2 separate regions of the Bombyx mori genome follow, and region 2 is linked to region 1. The links are chromatin contacts, called in public Hi-C maps. All regions are on one chromosome and are shown on one strand. Each heading gives the region's core, a stretch centred on a gene start, on an enhancer-like site or on the middle of the called end of the contact. The rest is flanking DNA. Distances are from core to core; before and after follow the strand shown. Region 1 overlaps LOC101740445 (microtubule-associated serine/threonine-protein kinase 2). Region 2 overlaps LOC101740445 (microtubule-associated serine/threonine-protein kinase 2).

Region 1 (7,706 bases), core at 2,916-5,415:
AAAAGCCCACTGTGTTTCTCGCCGGATCTTCTCAGTGGGTCGCGTTTCCGATCCGGTGGTAGATTCAACGAAGCGTTGCTCTTGCTGGGGCTACTTTTAGCAACATCCTCTGGTTAGAGCCCCGTGAGTTTCACGCTCGATTACGCTGGCATAGCCTCTCAAGGCTACCAGCTTACGTAGGGAAATAAATGGAGACAGAAGATATTGGAAATTTAGCTGAAAATTCACGAGAATTACAGTGAATAATATTGTCCAAGGATACGAGATTAATATAGACGTTTTAATCGATCCAGTAAAGTTAAACTAGAACTTACTTGAGCGAGTTCTGATGTTGGCAATGAGGACACGGCGCCCGGGGCTGCGGGTCGCAGGCCGTCTGCACGGCCAGCAACCGCTCCTGGGACGAGCATTGTGACTGCAACAGAGCGGAGGAGTCCTACATTAATTTATTGAAGGGCGGGACAGCCGTTGTAACTATAGACCTTAGAACTTATATCTCAATGTGGGTGGCGCATTTACGTTATAGATGTCTATGGGCTCCAGTAACCACTTAGCACCAAATGGGCTGTGAGCTCGTCCACTCATATAAGCAATAAAAAAAATTATTGGAACAAATGTATACATTGCGGCTCAAGTATTGAAGCTAATGTTTGTTTTACAATAAACTTATATCGACACCAGAGGTTCGAAAAGGTCGTTTAAAAACTAGAGATGAAAATGCAGTTTTAGCTGCTAAAAACTTCGAGAAAACGTGCAAAAACTCTTACTACCTAGTAACCACATAATTATAAATACATAGTAATTCACACAAAACTCCAGAATCTTAGCCCATTAATTATTCTTTTTCACCGGACGAGGAAGAATTTCGTCGACCAAATTAATTGTTAACAGCACGAGCCAAAACAGCCACATAACGTTTCGAGATTGAGGCGATATTGCCGCGACAAATTTGGGTCATCGTTGGAGAATTCAAACAAAATTTATTTATGGAACGTACTAAATGAATTTATAATTAGGGATGCAGATGTCGTGTTTGAATTTTGATATCAACGGTTTTGAAAACGGAAGACGAAGAACTTCATAAAGATGATCTAAGTCAGTCTGATTTAAACTATGATATTACTGTAGGAAATGTTAATGTGAGTGTACCCTAATATACCTAAAAAAAGATATTTTCCAATAAATAATATATTTTATAACACAAAATTATTTGAAGATATCATTAACGCATTCCAAGGGCTTACAACGGTTTACAATTGAAACAAATTCTAAAAGCCTTCACTTCTGTATATCAGATCGCCCTTTGGCGAAGGCTCTCCCTAGAATTTGTCACACTTTTCTGTTCGTAGCTTTTCTTCTCCATATTACCCACAAAATACCCATAAATTATTTTCAAACTACTCACAAATTCCAAGAAGGAAGAAACGTTTATACGGTACAAATAAATAAATATTTACTAACAATCACGCCATGTTAACTGGTCCCGTGATAAGTTCGTGAAGAACTTGTGTTACAGGTACCAGATAACGGAAATAAATGTAAGATTTTTATTATACACATACATATATTTAATATACATCCATAACCCTGGAAAAAACATTTATCATACAAATATCTTCCCTTGGCGGGCTTCGAACCCGCGACCCCCTTGTGTAGTGACCATGTCACTTACAACTACACCAGACGGTCGTCACGATACATTCGGGTTCCGTATTTCACGTATTTACACTAATGGTAAAAGGTTTGTAAATTACCTATCTTAAGCCATGTCATTAACACTGAATAGATATTACATAACATATAACTCTGAACATTCGTGGACACACTCCGCTCTGTCCGTGTTAGGTATTGATACGTTTAAAAAATATGAAAAAATATTACGTTACGTGCGCAGTTTTCAACCGCATGACGCATGATTCAACTAAGGCATATTTTAGTTGGTCACACACAATATTTCTTCACAGCAGAATCAAAATTAACAATGTTGAAAAAATGTACTTCATTACAGAATTTATAGGTCTTTCTATCTTTTTATCATTGTTCTTTATTTTTATCACCAAACCTTAATTTCAAATATTTAGGATCAAACTATTACAGAATTCGCAACATCATATTGTATAAGAAGACCATAACGGCGCGGCGACTTAACTTCAATACATGTAAATTATTCACGTTAATAAATGCTACAATAAAATTAGATAATACGACCACACGCTGTATATATAGTAAACGTGTGCATTACAATAAATAGATAGGCAGGTTGTTTGTATTTGAATAGCTATTAAAAAAACGATTAACACCCTGTGAATGAATCATTAATCATTTTTATTATTTTTCTTAACCGGTAAACAACATTCAAGTATTTCATATATCTGACTATCATTATTCAATTTGGCACAACTATTGAATTACTAGAAAACATTACGACAAGAATCTCCTTTTGTGCAAAAATACTGTAAACAATATTATTTAGTACTATCAAGGTTATATGTTTATTTTTCGTAGGCGCAACAGTCTCAGCTAGAACTACAAGGTACTTGTCCGTAATAATAAGGAGAATGACTCCGCCTACTATAAGATATTTTGGTCAAAATCAACCACGGTACAGTCGCAACAGAACAGCTTATACCTTAATCCTTCTATAATCCTGTGACCGCTTGGAGGCAAATGAATAAAAATAGAGAAAGTGAAAATATCAAAAGTGTCAGAACGCTCTTATTGTGACCGCCTCTAATTACACACCCGACTCGGACGAGATTAACAATCTTCTCCATCACTGTGAACAAGCTCCTCACAGTACAAATTCGCAATAATAATGCCGGCGTCAGAGGAAGGAAGGTAAGCCTAAGAAGAAATTTGCGTGAAAGACGATATATGCAAGAGTGGAGTGAGCGAAGAAATGGTATATGATAGAGGAGTATGGTAGTACCTCAGGTGACTGGGAGAAGGGCAGGAGAACGGTGAATGCTGTCGCCATTTAGACCAGGGGTTCCCAAGCTTATTTTGTCTACTGCCCACTTTGAGAATAAATTATTTTTTAGCGCCCCCATTTTTTCACTTACTTAAAAACAACTATAGCGAGAGCTTAGTCAGTGTCTAAGAGTCATCCTAAATGAAATTACAAATCTCCTCCCAAGCCTCTACAAATCGCCCCCATTTTTTTTCTGGGTCTCTTACCCACAAGGGGACGTTATCGCCCACTTTGGGAAAGGCTGATTTAGACCAACATGCTGTTATAATGATATGACCATGATTTTTTGCCTAGATGCTAAACCAGAATCTAACCAACATGATTACGCCCTTACGATTAACAAAAACAAATCCATTCTTCATCGCAAGTGACAATGCGAGCCAAAATCCCTTCGTCCCTGTATCTGTTAAGTAATGCCAGGCATACCTTGACGCATTCGTCGCGCTAGCGATCGTTCAGTTCGTGCGGCTCCACTTATCAAGTTTTTTTACCTTGCTAATTTGACGCAAATGGACCAATATTATTTTGATGCTAACGTTGAAAGCCGCTGCTAACACAACAGCAGGTTGAGTATCGTCAGCTTCCTCTGTCGCCTTTAAATCACCGAAGACTTTGGTTTTCGAGCGACCATGGGCTTCGTTTTGGAGATCAAAATCTTCATATAGGAAGCGTTCAAATCAATAGAGTGGTGCGTTCGTTTTAAGTGTGCACTTCATACACGTCAGTAACATTGTGAGCCATTTGGTTGGCAGCATTGCTACCGCGACAGAACTCATATTCTATAATTATTCGTATTTTTAAAAATGATTGAATTTGAAAATAGAATTACAATTATTCTTTTAAAAATTTCTTTTAAATTTAGTGTTCGTTGCCACCCATAGATAAATTACGTTTCAAACGGCCAGTATTATAAGACGGCAACTTCATGGGTTAAGACATGTTTAAATGGTTATTTTACTGGACCACCCATTCACTTTTGCAGCCAACTGTACGGTCACCACTCACACAACTGTACACAGGCTGACTGTTCTAGCTTTCAAGGTTATATTTAGCTCAAACCAAAATTGGTCGTACCAGGTCAGCTACAATACGTTCTACAACCAGATAATTAGATATCCTCTCTATAGCCACTCCTTCTCCTTGTATCGTGTTCCTCAGTGCTGAGGGCTGTGACCTTTACGAAGCACTTTTGTTTGGCCCATGTTCCTCCATTCTTGCCTGTCCTCTGCATAGTGGGTAGCAACATTGACTATGACCGCTATGATGCCATAAAATCTGCGATAATGTCCATTTAGTTTTGGTTTAACGAGGACCCGTAACCCGAATCATTAGTGTTGTTTTTCCCTATAGATAAATGATATGTTTTATTGCCTTCATAGGTCGATGAGCATACGACCCATCTCTCAAAACCACTTGTAAGTCGTAGCGCTCAAGGAATATTCCGAAGGAAAATTTGTGCCCAAACCGGATAGTACGAACAGAAAGATATATCTGAAAACGCACAGTAGATGAATGCAGCAGTTCTGAGTACTAATAGGGGTAAATTCTGTGTGTAGTGGGAGATTTGATGAAAAATCATATGGTACATGAATCGAGTGTGAAGGGTTAGTTCGTCACGACTGTATTTTTATAATCAATGTGGAATCAATGATTTTAGTTCTATTACCTGTAATATTCGTGTGTATTATTTGAACTAAAAATTTATTAAGAAACCTTCAATGACCCTAGTTATATTTAAATGAATTTTGGTTCGTTTTTGCTAAAGCCCTCAGCGGAATTTTGAGCGCCCACTTAAAAAGATTTCACATGAAATGGAAGAAACTTTTTTAAACTGCAAAGTATTGAAGGCCATAAGAAGGCGACATGACTGTGGTCCTGATTCCATCACAACTAAAAAAAAACTCGCAGCAAACAGTATTTTAAAACGAAATTCAATAAAAATATTTATTACGCAATAGGAATAGATAAGGATGAGTTCTTGCGTAAAACTATCCATCACCTCACGAGATCCGAAGGAATAAAAACATCTTATGGGTTAGATGACTGAAACGCCGTAACATAAAACTGGTTTATAAATTTCATTAGTCTGTGCAAGGTCTTATTTTAAGTGCGAAGCGAGCATTCCCTTTGTTTCTCATTCAACATATAGTTCGAATAAAACTTTCACATTTCTTTGGACGATTCAGAATACCAGCAACTAAATGACACATCGCTAAATAAAATATCTGAAAATCATTATCAGAGAGACACAAACACTTGACTAAACACCAGTTCTCGGTAAGTCCTGAGTCACGTCGAGCTATTTTCACGTATTTTGAAACCAATTAACGCTTTCCGTGAAATAGCACACAAAACGCACGTGCAAATACGTCGTTAGAATAAAAGTGAAATGGCGGTACTTCAAAAAAAACAGAATTTAAAGTAATCGCGGGTAGTATTTCATACAAACTAAAAAGTACACGAAAATGCAACTTACTATTTAAATTAGATCAATCATCGGCATTGTACCGTTCACATCACTGCCTTTTTTTTATTGCTTAGATGGGTGGACGAGCTCACAGCCCACCTGGTGTTAAGTGGTTACTGGAGCCCATCCACAACGTAAATGCGCCACCCACCTTGAATTATAAGTTCTAAGGTCTCAGTATAGTTACAACGGCTGCCCCACCCTTTAAACCGAAAGGCATTACTGCTTCACGGCAGAAATAGGCAGGGCGGTGGTACCCACCCGCGCGGACTCACAAGAGGTCTTACCACCAGTAATTACGCAAATTATAATTTTGCGGGTTTGATTTTTATTACACGATGTTAATCCTTCACCGTGGAAGTCAATCGTGAACATTTGTTGAATACGTATTTCATTAGAAAAATTGGTACCCGCCTGAGATTCGAACGTCGGTGCATCGCGCAACACGAGTGCATCGGACGTCTTATCCGTTAGGTCACGACGACTGCCTATCGCAAAATACTCCTTCTCACGTCACGTTTGAAGAAAGACATGTTGTAATGCTCAGATAACATCGTAGAGGTAAGTTCATTCGAAGCTTTTGTGCAAAAATAAAACGCCGCGAGTCCTTGAAAAGCTCACGTTATGGACGATAAATAACACCACCCAAACACAAAATGTCCTTACACGCCATTACCAATATTATACCTTCGTGTTCCTGGGTGTACAAATAAAAGAAATGACGTCATAAAATTACCATGATGGTCTTTCGAACGCATTCATTTTATGTTTTATTCGGTAAAAACAAAAAGGTTGCGAAAAACTATGTCATAATAACGAAAGAGACCATACATTTTCATACGTACAACAAAAGTATTTACTATGGAAAATTCATGTATGAATTGTAAATTTATTTTTATGTGAAAAATAAATAGTTTTATCATAATATATTATAGAGTACACCGCGCTTAATTTCATTCCTTAGATGATCACGTCTACACCAACTGAGAGAGCACTCACTGCGAGTTTTTTAACGTTCTCGATAGCGTAAAAGTTAACTCGCATTTGTATGCAGTTGGAAAGGCGCCCCTAGCGGCAAAAATAGGCAAACGTTCCAACTCCATACAAATTTGAGTTAACTTTTACGTTATCGAGAACGTTTTAATCGTCGCACTAAGCAGACTGATTAGAGGCCCGTGAGCTCACTTACTCGCCCGGTTACTCCGGTATGACCCCCTAGGTTACAAGCTTAGAGGTAGGAAAAAGTTCCCACCGCCTATTTTACAATCTACATTTAATGTTTTGCATTTTGGTTTATTTTTCTCCGTGATCCCTCCGTACGCAATATGCTAAATAAATAAATAAATAAATATTTACTAACAGTCACGCCACGTTAACTGGTCCCGTGATAAGTTCGTAAAGAACTTGTGTTACAGGTACCAGATAACGGAAATAAATATAAGATTTTTATTATACACATACACATATTTAATATACATCCATAACCCTGGAAAATACATTTATATTTATCATACAAATATCTTCCCTTGGCGGGATTCGAACCCGCGACCCCCTTGTGTAGTGACCATGTCACTTACCACTACACCAGACGGCCGTATATTCATACGACACATCTATAGTTGCATTTGTGATAGATTTCTCCCACCGCTAGAAGGAACGCTTGCTTGAATCCGAAGCTCACCATGTGGATTTTTATAGCTCATATCGTCATCGTGCTGGGATAAAATTTATACTAGCTTTTAAGTTTAATAATTAAATATTAAACACAAAAGTTTCATAAAATAGGTTCAATTGTTTTGGCGTTACAATCGAAGTAAATATTTAAAAAAAGGGAGAAGAAACCAAACTATGTAAATTAGTCCCAAATCGCAATTTATGTTCAAAAGATTATTTACTAGAATAATGATTCAACGTAGGATTCAACACAAAAATAATCAAGACGTTATCTTTCAAAAAAATAATTCATCGATAGGTAAATTCTTGATATAGTTAATTGCATCATCATGAAATCACTGCATCATTATTGGGAGTATTAATACCAGACGAAAGTGATATATATACATCACGTAACTGTGTTCTGTTGATGTAATATCTATACTAATATTATAAAGAGGAAAGATTTGTTTGTTTGTTTGTTTCGAATAGGCTCCGAAACTATTGGACCGATTTGAAAAATTCTTTTTCCATTAGAAGCCGACATTGTCCCTGATGAACATAGGCTACTTTTTTTTATTTTTTGTTTTTTTTTTATTTCATGTGTGTTTTAAT
Region 2 (7,706 bases), core at 1,762-4,261, 51 kb after region 1:
ATTTGACAGCAATGATATGGAAATTCTTGAAAGTAATGCTCTCAACGGCTTATAGTAAGTCAAGACAATTAGATTTCTTAGAAATGATAACAAAAACTCGCCATTTTTTGACGACGTAAACTGGCAGACAGACTGGTATTTTGATCAGAAGCCCCAAAATTTCTATAGCAATGGGATCATGATCAGGTCAAATGGGCGCAATTCAGTGTTTCAGACCTGAATATACCGCGACGAGAGAAAGAGATAAAATACTTCTAAGGACCACTTTTCCTCCACACAGGAGGAAGAGATCACTTTTAGCGATAAGACCGCCTATTGTACAAATGTATCTGCTTTTTGACTGTTTTTTGAATGTAAATTGTGTTTTTGGTGTGCAATAAAGTGTATTCACTCTCTCTCTCTCTCACACACACACACACTTTTACCTGTGAACTGCGAACATTTCTCTTTCATAAGTTCCTAAAATCATACATTTTCCTTTGGAGTTTTACGTAAAAGTTATTTCCGTTTCTCAATCAGTCCGGTACGCACGTTCCGACGTCTATGTACTCCGGTAGTACATAAGTCAAGTTAAAAGTCAATTTAAAAAACAAAACCAACTGACCACGTGTACCGAGAGAGTGGGTGCAGACTTCCCGAGCGCTGACCGACGCATGCGCACAAGATTCGTGAGCAAATTCTTGCCCGCATCTGTAAGAAACAACACATAACTTTAATCCATATATAAAATAATAATTTTTCATAATTGAGAGCAAATAGCTGCTTTAAAGACACAATAACACTAAAGCTATTTCAGCAGATGGCGTTCTCAAGCCACCCGAAGCCAAAGGGCGGATTCAGCTTTGGCGCCAGGAAGGGGTCACATACTTAGTCGTAGTCAAGTCAAGAACTTATAATTTAATTTTGATAACACTAGATACAAGTAAAAAGTAGGTATTTTATTAATGTACGTAAGTACTGTACTTAAAAATATTTATTCTTTATTGTAAAACTTGAAAAACTTAACACATAATAACTTGTACATATACACGTACACTCCTAGCATAAAATATTGGGGGGAGGGGGTCATGACCCCGCGACCCCCCTCTGGATCCGCCGTTGCCCGAAGCCAATGAGTGTTTGGTTTAAGGTTAGACCAAGAAAATGAATTGTTTATTTATATTATTTATGTCTTTTTAACTCACGTGTTCACTTAAAAATGCCTAAACGATCTTGAAATATTTCATCATTTTATCAATATGTAATTCGTATTTAAATATAATTACTAAACAACACAATTTATCAACAAAAATAAATATACCGAACAAAGCTCGGTCGTCTTCTAGTAATAATAATAATAATAAAATAATATAAAGTTTCGATCAACATCTTAAGAAACTTTCGTTATCCAGCTGGGTTAAGGGCCTAATACAGAAAGCAGTTATCCTCGATACTGCACGCATTGTGAGGAGGTTTCTCACTCTGGAGTCCTAACCACTGGTGGCTTGTGTCGTAGACACCGCCTTCAGCGGCAATCTATTTTTATATAGTGTTTTTTAAAAATTGTATTTTTAATAAAAAAAATTAAAAAATATTATGTTATTAATAAGATTTTAAATAAATATAAATAAATAATAATAATAATAATTTAAATCCCGTAACATGTTTTCATTGATATCAAAGGCTTTGTCCATTCAACTCGACAGCCGGCTCTGTGACCGACATCGTTTCAATGACTGATAAGATTCGGCCCAAACAACAATACGATTCGGTTGAGGTGTTAAAATGGACATTTGATCTAAGTACAACTGTACACAGGCTGAATGAGTAAATCGAAGAGTTGAAAAATATACAATAGAGATCCGTTTTACCCGAGAAACACTCAAGTGTATATATAGCTTGCATAGTATTTTTTATTTATTGCATTGATAGGTGGACGAGCTCACAGCCCAACTTTTTTTTTTATTGCCCTGTAGGCAGACGAGCAACAGCCCACGTATGGATGAACTCTACTCCGGTGGCGGGCGGTGCGATGGTAAAAACAAGATGCCGGTATCATTTCGAACAATTCCTCCAAACCTGGTATTAAGTAAATGCCGCCACCGACCTATGAGTTCTTAGGTCACAGTAGAGTAACAACGGCTGCTTCACCCTTCAAACCTAAACGCATTACTGCTTCACGGCTGAAATGGGCAGGGTGGTGGTACCTACACGTGCGGACTCACAAGAGCTCTTACCACCAGTAGATAGAGACCAGCAGACTTTTACTTCATGTTTTCAGCTGCTTGGGACTAATGGCGTTGTGATGCTTATGAACTTCGATAATTACTTAACACCAGATCGCCCGTAAGTTAGACCGCAAATCAGTGCATCAAACAAACACTCGCAAGACCAACGCTTTCGATCCTTTTTAACTTCAGTTTTGCTTTTCGCTATATTAAGTCAATGTAAACAATTCCATTTATTTATTTATTACACTTCATGTAAAATTTACATTGGCGGACGTAATGCTTAAGGCATTCTCTACCAGTCAACCAAAGGTAGTGCAGAGTGAATAGTGGTAGGTGCAATGAAATTTATATTAAGTTACAAATACATACACAAAAAAGTATATATATACACAATCATATATACATATCGACGCTTGAAAGACAAACGTGACTAAGCGACAATGCGTGAACTTTACAGTAGACTAATTTAAAGTTGAAATACCTGAAAAAAAAATATTTTAACGAATCTAGCTGAAATGATTTTAATAGACCTAGAAATATATTTTTTTTTTGCGCATCGAATACGGTTATTGCTTATCATTTATGTATAAAGCAGTTATTGTCGCTTAGTCTCGTTTGCCTTTCAAACGTCGATATACATACATACACACATTTAATATTGGTAATCAAATTAAAATATTAAAACAACACACTAAAAGTTCAATGAACGTTCAGGCCGGAATTAGAACAAAATTAACATATACAAAAAAAAATTTAATCACTTCGATTACAAGGCCAGTGTCTGTGCGTAACAGATAATAATACCAGTTCTCTGTTACATTATATCACTCATGCTCTGGTAGGTGTGTCACATACGTCGCAACGAATATATCTTTAAAAATTGTATAATTATATTTTATTTCTGACTAGCTGACCCGGCAGACTTCGTAGTGCCTCAATCGATAAATAAGATGTATAAAATAAACTTAAAACAACACACATCAAAGGAAAAACAAAATTTGTTATTTTTATTTAATTCCGAGCATTTTCATATTTATCTACCTTTTAAACCTTCTCTGGACTTCCACAAATAATTCAAGACCAAAATTAGCCAAATCGGTCCGGCCGTTCTCGAGTTTTAGCGAGACTAACGAACAGCAATTCATTTTTATATATATAGATAATTATTTGTAGCGCGAAAATATCATAATAGGGTCGTTTTCAAATTTGGGGCCAAAAACGAGTTATTTGATTTAATTCTTATAACCTTAACGTTACCGTAATTATTATAAGTACAGTAAATTTGTTGTCATGACAACAGGCACGTGGTCCTATAACTATATATTCGTAAACACTGATAAATTAGGAGTTGTTTATACATTAAAAACTACCCCAAATCTCATTCGTATCACTGGATCGAAATTCAAATTCTAAGTTGGTTCCTATTTTTTCAGATTTTTTTCAGAAATGCGTGTTGAAATTCGGCAATTTTATTTAATCAGTATATTTTATAATACAATAATAAAGGAAAACTAACTGGATATTAGAACATTATTAAAAACAAACGAAGTTCTATATCTAAGCTTTTTAAAAAAAATCCTATTTAAATTGTTATCCGTGTTGGCGTTATCAAATGCGTAAAATGAAAAATATAAATGAATATTATATAACATTATCAATAAACGAATTGACTTGATTGTGATGAAGCATTTTTTATTCTGAACTCGCCTAAATACAAAAAAAAATGTTATGGTTATGGATGTATATTAAATATATGTATGTGTATAATAAAAATCTTACATTTATTTCCGTTATCTGGTACCTGTAACGCAAGTTCTTTACGAACTTGGCACGGGATCAATTAACCTGGAGTGGTTGTTAGTAAATATTTATATTTATATTTATTTATTTATTTGAAAACTGTACACACCCGTCTCCTTTCTCACCTCTTTGAATGGAACGAGAAAGGGACAACTGTAGCTCGAATTTAAAGTACTATCGTATTTTCCTTTTACTTTTCCTTTATTTATTTATTAATAAAAAATAAAAAAGTATCTATAATTAATTATAAATACCTTTACCTTCGATGACGGCAAACAAGTTTATGGATTGTGTAAACTTAAATTTCTAAATTTATTTTTCTTTCCCTTCGTTCACTCTCTACTTATACGCGATTTTGATGGTGGAAACATGTTTGGTTATTGTTTTAGCTATTTTTTTTAAATCTTTTATCGTCGCTGTCAAACCAAAATCTGTTAAGTATGTGCAAAAACTCTATTTTGAATTAACGAGTAAAAACGTTTTCGTATAAAATTTTATATGAGGGTGAATTTTTAAGAACTATATCGAATGAAAGCTATAGATAAATATTAAAGCTATAGACACATAACAGTTTTTTTATACGGTAGATAGGGCTGTGAACTATACGAAAAGGTCAAAAAGTAAAAATTTCAAAAAGTGCACATAGCAGATTTTGGTTTGACAAAGACGATATGTTTATTTTGTATTGTTGGTTTTCCAAATAAATAAATAAAATATAAATAAATAAAATCTGATGAAAGTGACAACCATCGTTCATCAATTTGAACATCACAACCCTACAGAGATACAACTGTAATGTTTACCGAAGTGTATTCTCAACAATATAAATAACATTATATTCTCTATACATCTCAAGACCGTTTTTACTGATTTACATAAGAAAGCGGTTCTTCTGTTTGGTCGTTTTTATTCCGAAATGACCGTTATAGCATGACACAATAATTTTAATACACCGTAGAGAAAAAAAAAAGAGTAATGCATTTTTTTTTAAATATTATATAGGTACAAGCTGACCCGGCAGACTTCGTAGTGCCTCAATCTATACTAATATTATAAAGAGGAAAGATTTGTTTGTTTGTTTGTTTCGAATAGGCTCCGAAACTACTGGACCGATTAGAAAAAATCTTTTTCCATTAGAAGCCGACATTGTCCCTGATGAACATAGGCTACTTTTTTTAATTTTTTTTTTTAATTTTTTTTTTGTTTCATGTGTGTTTTAATGTTTCCGAAGCGAAGGGAGGGCGGGTCGCTAGTCCATAAATAAAATACCTAAGCTTTTGTATAAAATAAACTTAAAACAAACAAAAGGAATCCGTCCGACGGGGGACACATCAAAGGAAAAAAAAATGTTTTCATTTAATTCCGAGCATTTTCATATTTATCTACCTTTTAAACCTTCTCTGGAGTTCCACAAATAATTCAAGACCAAAATTAGCCAAATCGGTCCAGCCGTTCTCGAGTTTTAGCGAGACTAACGAACAGCAATTCATTTTTATATATGTATATAGATAGAAGATAGATTACCCGCGGTTTTACTCGCCTGGGCTATGAAAATTTTCTATGTTGTCTCCCGTGAGAACGAAATGTTTTTTCCGAGATGAAAACAAACCTATGTAATAGGATTAAGCCTCTAGACCTATTTAAAAAAAGTCAAACAGTTGCTTTATTTCCATAATAAAACCCGAACAAATAAACACATACAAACAAACACACGTTCACTTTTATAATATTGGTATGAATCAAAGGTCAATCGTAGGTAAAAGTACTCCACATACCATTAAACGGACCTTGACGTAGCGACATGGCTTGTTATAATGTAAACTATTCGACCTACATACGAAAGTTTTTTTCTATTTAATTTGAATGAATTAAAATGTTTGCTTTAAATTAAAATTCAAGAAACACTTGATAATTGTTTGTTCTGTGTCAAAATGTTCACGTGTGAAACAACACAGTGCATCAACAGAAGAGAGTTAACAGTTAAAACTGGTAATATCTGGTGATATAAGCTGGTACTACATCGTATTATCATAGTTATTGTTCAACATATGACTTGGCGGTGCAGTTAGCGCCCCTGACTGTTGCGCCCTGGCTCGTGGGCTCGATTCCCACATAGAAAAAACCTTTGATTATATACACATCATATATATAATATAATAATGACGTGTATATGAGTCGTCTATTATCAAAGGTGGCAATCTGTGCATTTGGACAAAAAAATGTTATTGATATGTCAATACAGATTGATTTGAATATAATCGTCTCCTTCAAAAAAAACCGTTCAAAACCTGCATTAAATAAAGTATTAACTTAACCTGTTATTTATCTAAGATGTCGTTCAGAAGAGTTTTGTGAATGCCAATGGAATACAAAGTCAATAATTCGTTTTTCTGATTTACCAATAATTGTCCAAAAGTCACATTGCCGCGTTTGATAATAGTCGACTCATATAATCAAAGGAAAAAAACATTCGTGTGATAGACCTTTAAAGCAGATGAACAGGATAATTTACATTTTGGCTGGGTGTTTATTATCTATTATACACACGCACGTTAATATTTAATATGGATTATTTCAGAATGAATAAACAATATAGACTTAATTGTTTTTTTTCTGTGAGATAATAATAAAATAATTTAAAGCATTTAAATCTCTTTAAAAATTAATATTCGAAATTACACAGTATACTGACAATGACAGACTTCACTACATGGCACTGAATGACAATGTAGAAAAAAATCCTTTTTAAAAACTAAAGAAGAAAAAAATTTTCACTGGTGGTAGGACCTCTTGGGAGTCCGCACGGGTAGGTACCACCACCCCGCCTATTTCCGCCGTGAAGCAGTAATGCGTTTCGGTTCGAAGGGTGGGGTAGCCGTTGTAACTATACTGAGATCTTAGAACTTATATCTCGAAGTGGGTGGCGCATTTACGTTGTAGATGTCTATGGGCTCCAGTAACCACTTAACACCAGGTGGGCTGTGAGCTCGTCAATCCATCTAAGCAATAAAAAAAAAAAAAGAATTTTAATAAAGGTTTTTCTTTACATGTATTACATGTATATCGATCTCTGGTTCCAATAATACCGTGAATCCTAGGGGCGGGATGACCGTGCGTGTATGAAAAAAAAATCTGTTACTTTCCCAAATAAATAGAAAATAAATACGTATAAAAATAGCATATTTTGTTTGTACGTCATGTATATCTCGTTACTGAAACTGCACACGATTGCGGTTACGCTTACATACCACGTGGGCAGAGCGGGCTTCCTGCCAAATATTTGTCTCGGCTCTCATACTAAGGAACGTGTTATTTTTTTTCAACTTATTTTATGGGACACATATAAAGACATTTTACGTACGAAGAAAAAATGCACAATTTATTTTAGTAACGATTTAGAATAGCAAGTAATGTAAAGCAATTAATATCAGCTGTCGCGTGGGATTGTACGGCTCGCGGGTGACGCGTACGAATGAGTTCGATGTACATTACTGCATCGACGCCTTCAGGTCTAAGACTAGGAGCAGGCTTAGGGACCTCGGTAACCGTACTCGTAGAACTCGACAAAGAGTTCGACGTGCAACCTAACCTAACCCATGCATCAACCCGCTGAGTTTCTCGCCGGATCTTCTCAGCGGATCGCGATTTCGATCCGCTAGTAGTAGATTCATTCGCGAAGCAGCTGCTCTTGAGCTG

Evidence for each region. Hi-C and Micro-C count contacts between places; a contact is called where the count stands out from the background.
Region 2: a contact with region 1 is called in a Hi-C map of whole pupa, with 7 times the contacts expected there. The contact joins two enhancer-like sites. A contact is called at or near these places in 2 of 7 Hi-C or Micro-C datasets (both in whole pupa).

The regions. Positions count from the first base shown.
Region 1 is chr27:1,797,341-1,805,046 of ASM3026992v2, forward strand. It overlaps LOC101740445 (microtubule-associated serine/threonine-protein kinase 2), which reads right to left. Exons shown (of 38, transcript XM_021346221.3): 6 at 315-418. Among protein-coding and RNA genes, the nearest start is that of LOC101740445, 76 kb to the right of the region's middle. Within about 2 kb of position 4,166, at least 1 of the 8 cell types and tissues checked has open chromatin away from gene starts, as enhancers often do.
Region 2 is chr27:1,849,835-1,857,540 of ASM3026992v2, forward strand. LOC101740445 (microtubule-associated serine/threonine-protein kinase 2) reads right to left here. Exons shown (of 38, transcript XM_021346221.3): 2 at 605-690. Among protein-coding and RNA genes, the nearest start is that of LOC101740445, 24 kb to the right of the region's middle. Within about 2 kb of position 3,012, at least 2 of the 8 cell types and tissues checked have open chromatin away from gene starts, as enhancers often do.